Linked DNA regions of Sus scrofa: region 1 is linked to region 2. Evidence: chromatin contacts called from public Hi-C data. All regions are on one chromosome and are shown on one strand. The core of a region is the stretch at or near the end of the contact, and the rest is flanking DNA. Distances in the headings are between cores, read along the strand shown. Region 1 overlaps MAGI1 (membrane-associated guanylate kinase, WW and PDZ domain-containing protein 1). Region 2 overlaps MAGI1 (membrane-associated guanylate kinase, WW and PDZ domain-containing protein 1).

Region 1 (2,700 bases), core at 163-2,662, 160 kb before region 2:
TTTGGTGTAGGCCTCAGCTGCAGCTTTGATTTGACCCCTGACCCAAGAACTTCCGTATACCACAGGTTTGTCCTTGAAAAGATAACAAGAAATAAAAGTTCTCTTTCCTTTTCCCTTTCCGTCCCTCCTTTAATAAAAATGCACAGGGAGTTCCCATTGTGGCACAGCAATAACGAACCGACTAGTATCCATGAGGATGTGGGTTCAATCCCTGGCCTCACCTAGTGGGTTAAGGATCCAGTGTTGCCATGAGCTGTGGTGTAGGTTGCGGAAATGGCTTGAATCTTGTGTTGCTGTGGCTGTAGCACAGGCCAGCAGCTGCAGTTCTGATTTGACCTCTAGCCTGGGAACTTCCCTATGTTGTGGGTATGGCCCTAAAAAAAACACACAGAAAAAATATATATAGAAAACAAAGTACGTATATATGTGTATGTGTGTGTGTATGTGCATGTATGTTTACACATATATGTTAACGTGTGTGTGTGTGTGTGTGTGTGTGTGTATACATATATACCCCTGACCCAGGGATCGAACCAATTGTGCAGTGGTTACCCTAGCCACAGCAGTGACAATGCCACATCCTTAAACACTAGGCCACCAGGGAACTCCAGCTCTGTGTATTTTTTGGTGGTCTATACGTATCAGTTACTGCTCCATATGATTTACAACTCTATTTTGGAGCTGTTTTTCCATCAGTACTGAGATTGGCTTCATTCTTTTCAGTGACTTGGAGTTCGCCCTCTTGTCAGTGTTCCATACATAATTCATTGGACCGGTCCCCTAGCAGATGAGCATTAAAATTCTTCTAGCCTTTTGTTTTTACCAATAATGTTGCAATGAGTAGTATATTCTTTGTATCTTGATCTTCATGCAGATATAATTGTATTTATGGGATAGAATCCCAATAGTGGTCTTTTCTGTTTCAAAAGGTATTAAGTATTGCCAAATTGCCCTTTTACAAAGATACACCACTTTCTACTTTTATCGATGATTTATGGCTATGCCTAAAATTTCATTCTCACATTTCCTTTCCATCTTGTCCACCTCATTTCTCTCTCCAACTCCCCAGCCTACCCTCAGACCCAATCTGGAAGCTTGGAAAACCTTCAGTTGAAGTGTCCATCTCATGGAAGTGTGTAAAACACAAATCACAGGAGCCTTCTTGAAAGACACAAGAAACCGGTCCCCCTTGTGAGCACTGCCCGAATTTCCTCCCAGGCCAGGGTAGGCCACACCAGTGAACACTGGCCCCTCCCCTTAATTGCTGGCTCAGCCTCAGCTGGGTGACATCCCTTTCGCCACTCTTTCCTGTCTTCATTCCTTTTGGAGGCTTTTAAGGCTAGTACTCATCTCTAGCGCCTGAAAAGTCAGAATCTGTTCACTTGTCTTGGGTGCCTGCCAGTTCTTAAAGATAGGCATGGTTGGACCACTGCATTCTTTGCCATTTCAGAAGAAGCCGTGTCTGTTTGCATGTACAGTGTCAAGAAACGATTTCCAGATGACTGCTTTGGCCTGGCATTTCCATTAACGCTTTCAGTGGGGAGATGGTTTCTCTAGTTAAGCTGGCGGAGGACCAAGGTCTCCATCCCCAGCCCCTCTCTCTTTCCCAGCCTTCCACCCCAGTTGGGGTTATCCTGTAACTTGATTCTATGGCCTGTGAATTTACCTGGGACATTTAGAAAAAAGATCCCTTCACCACGACATTATTGGCAAATCCTTTTTTCAGTGTTCTCCCATTTTTGAGCAGAAAACAACATTCTGGGCTTTCCCTCGATCTCCTGTCGATATTTTATTACCAAACATACAGTAAAGTTGAAAGAATTTTATAGTCAACACCCATATGTCTGTTAATAGATTCTGCCGTAAACATTTTACTCTACTTGTTTTATTGCATGGCTCACTCTCCAGTTGTCATTTTGGGCTTGTTTAGTGATACTTCTCTGGCATTTTAAAGGCATTTAAAGGTGGATGGAATGTGAGCTCTGGAACCCGAGTTTGAATCCTGGCTCTGCTGTTTGAACCTTGTGACCTTGGGCAAGTTATTAAACCTCTTTGTCGCCTCAGTGTTTTCATCTGTAAAATGGAAATAATAATAGTGTGCCCACTTCAGGGGGTTTTGTGAGATGAAATGAATCAGTTCATGTACACATTTAGAACAGAGGCTACAATGTATTAGTCATTTAATACGTGCCATAAAGTAAGTGCTAAATTAATTTCATGGATTAAAAAAACAATTTAATAGATTTTCTGGATTTTAGGGAGAAGCAACTGCTTTGCCTGGTACTGGGGCCAGATGTTTGTGTACATTGCCTCATTTGACCCTCAAAACAACTTTTAACAGAATGTCCTGTTTGCAGATGAGCAAGGTGAGGTCAGGAGGCAGGAATGGGATTTAATCCCAAGTCTGTTGAACTTTAGTGGTCATAATCTCTGGGTTTTGCCCTTTTTCTTTTAACCACCAGATTGAGAAATTGCAGGATTATGTAAAGTGACAGAGATTTTTATGGTTGGGGAAAAAGCCTTCATCTGAATTCTGGGAAACAGGTATAGGTACCTGAGGTTTTACCACTCTGCTGTGACCTTGAGATGCTGAAGGTCAGTCTTGCAGAAGAAAGAACTCCTTGCTATTTTTTGTATCTTTTTAAAATTCGTTTCCTTCCCATTAGCATTTCCAATTCTGGATCCTCCTGCTGTCTAGCG
Region 2 (2,700 bases), core at 74-2,573:
ATTCTTTTCAAGAGCTATATCTCAAGAACTAGCCAGGGATTAAATCTGTGCCACAGTAGTGACCTGAGCCATGGCAGGGACAGTGCTGGATCCTTAACCCACTGAGCCACCAGGGAACTCCTGTTTTTCATTTTTTTAATTGCTTTACTTATATCAGAGTAATTAAAAAGCTTTTCTAGGAGTTCCCATCGTGGCGCAGTGGTTAACGAATCCGACTAGGAACCATGAAGTTTCGGGTTCGGTCCCTGGCCTTGCTCAGTGGGTTAACGATCCGGCATTGCCGTGAGCTGTGGTGTAGGTTGCAGATGTGGCTCAGATCCCGCGTTGCTGTGGCTCTGGCGTAGGCTGGTGGCTATGGCTCCGATTAGACCCCTAGCCTGGGAACCTCCATATGCCGAGAGAGCGGCCCAAAGAAATAGCAAAAAACCAAAAACAAAAAAAAAACAAACAAACAAACAAAAAAAGCTTTTCTAGCATAATGCAGTTAGTCCTAGAGTCTCTCAAGGCGCCTTGGCCCTGTTAAAGCTTCCTTAGAAGCTTCTTCAGTGTTGACTATGCTGCAGTGTTTAACTGCCTGCACTCTTTCCTTTGGAAACTTGAGAGACCATCGAAGCTGGGTAATGGCTTATATGGTTCACACTAATTAGGCTTGGCTTCCATCTCAGAGCCTGAGGGTTTTAATTGTTTTCCCCCCAAAGTTAAAAAAACTACCAGCAAATAATCACTTAAGCTTCAGTGTATACCAAATGATCATGGCTCATAAGGCATAGCCAAAGTTTTCTAGATAATTAGCAAGCACTGTTAAGAAAAGAAAAAGAAAATTTCACTTAAAAATCACATCCTGAAAAGACTAAGGGAGAATGAAACATTCTTGAAATTTTGATAGCAGCTAGGGCAAGGCTTCTCAAACTATGGCCCTCAGGCCAAATCTGGCCATTGATCTGTTTTATAAGAAAAGTTTTCCCGGAATCCAGTCCTTCACATTTTTTCTATACAGTCTAAGCCTGCTTTCCCACTACAACAAGAATTTGAGAGGTTAGAGTACAGGGTGTATAGTTTGCAGTGCCTAAAATATTTACTGTCTGTTACTTTATTATAGATAAGATATGCCACCCCTTGGTTAGAGCATCAGAATTAATGTGACTATAATTCATGAGGTTTAAGCTTTATAAAGCATTTAAATTGAATGAATAAAAATACCTTCATTCTGTTTCCGTGCAAAGCTTAACTTACTAAGAGCAGGCTTGCCTTGCCCAGAGGTCAGAACCAATTCCTGTGGGAGCCAGGCTGTCCCTCTCTCTCGTGTTCTCAAGTTTAGTGACCGAACATGCGAGAGAAAAGTGTACTGTGAGGGCCAGGCTGACGCAATCAAGCTCAGGGACAGAGGCTGTGAAGTGAGGGGCTTTCCCCAACATGGCTATAGCTTCTTCACAGGGACTGAGTGCCTTGGTGGCGACTGAGGGAAAGAAGTGTTGAGTTTTGAGAGTTCCTTATATATTCCAGATCCTAGTCTGGTGTCAGATATGTGATTTTGCACCTACTTCCTCCCTGTCTATAGCTGGTCCTTCTGTAGAGCAAATGTTTTAAATTTGGGTTTGGGGTTATTAACAGTTTTTCCTTCTATGGCTGGTGCTGATGGCCCTTCTAGACCTTCTGGCCATGACTTTGCCCTCTTCCTTTTACTGTTATTGTACCTTCTGCCTTGTGGTCCAGGAAGGGAAAAACTTGGGACCCAAGCCGTGTTTTGTATTGTGGATGTGCAGTACATCCCAGATACTGTGGTCCTTTAGTCCCAGGAGAAAGGAAGCGGGTGGGTTTGCCTGGAATCTGTAGGCAGGTGGATCATCGAGGAGCTTATGGTAATGGAGGAGGAACAGCAAGCCTCTCAGGTGTCCCTTTGTGAAAAGACTGCTGGGTAAAGCATGCTGATTTGAACATTCTTTTATGACACCTGTCTCTGACTACTGTAGGATTGAAAGGTTCTCTCTCCCGTGTTCTCCCAGGAAGCTAAGATTATTAGGTTGAAGTGTCAGGAGGCTGCCATTTTCCCACTTTACTAGCTTACGCTTAACATTTTTTTTTTATCCTATAGTTGATTTAACAGGACAAGTCAAATGTTATCCTATCAATTTCTAATTCTATGTGTTTTTGGAAAAATAGCCGCTGTTTTTGTCTGACTATTGTATCTTCTGCTAAGCCAATAAAATGGCCCTCTGGTTTGACTTTTGGAGGATCATTACTAGACTTTAAAAAGTGGGATTAAAAACTCAATGAGTCTGGGTTAATAAAAGACTGATTTAGGCAGAGCTGTGCTGGGCAAATATGTTACAAGGAGGCTTCAGTGGACTTTGTCTTTTTTTCTTTTTCCCTCCCCATTTATATGAGCTGCTGTATTTAAGATGGGAATAAGATCAAAAGGTCAAACAAAGCATTTCATCATTTGTTTTTCTTCTGTCTTTCTTTTTTAAAAAATAATGGTCCAGTGGTCTTATGGTTGTTCTTAATTTTTTATATCTTGATATTTTTTCATGGTAAAAATTTTAGTCTTTTTTTAGTCTGAAATTCTAATTTTTTTTATTATCCTGTATTTTTATGTGCTAAGTCTGACAACCTTCAGAGTAAAAGTAATATTAAAACATTTATAAACGTTAAAACAAAGGAAATGTTTTACAATTAATGTGAGGTAAGGAAAAAATTAAT

The links. Hi-C and Micro-C count contacts between places; a contact is called where the count stands out from the background.
Region 1: a Hi-C map of liver shows a contact between it and region 2, with 3 times the contacts expected there. The contact joins two enhancer-like sites.

The regions. Positions count from the first base shown.
Region 1 is chr13:47,488,038-47,490,737 of Sscrofa11.1, reverse strand. The region is part of intron 1 of MAGI1 (membrane-associated guanylate kinase, WW and PDZ domain-containing protein 1); the gene reads left to right. Among named protein-coding and RNA genes, the nearest start is that of MAGI1, 79 kb to the left of the region's middle. Within about 2 kb of position 1,412, at least 9 of the 83 cell types and tissues checked have an H3K27ac peak or open chromatin away from gene starts, as enhancers often do. A contact at or near this core is called in liver, where this site is marked.
Region 2 is chr13:47,327,249-47,329,948 of Sscrofa11.1, reverse strand. All of the region lies in intron 1 of MAGI1 (membrane-associated guanylate kinase, WW and PDZ domain-containing protein 1), which reads left to right. Among named protein-coding and RNA genes, the nearest start is that of MAGI1, 240 kb to the left of the region's middle. Within about 2 kb of position 1,323, at least 3 of the 83 cell types and tissues checked have an H3K27ac peak or open chromatin away from gene starts, as enhancers often do. A contact at or near this core is called in liver, where this site is marked.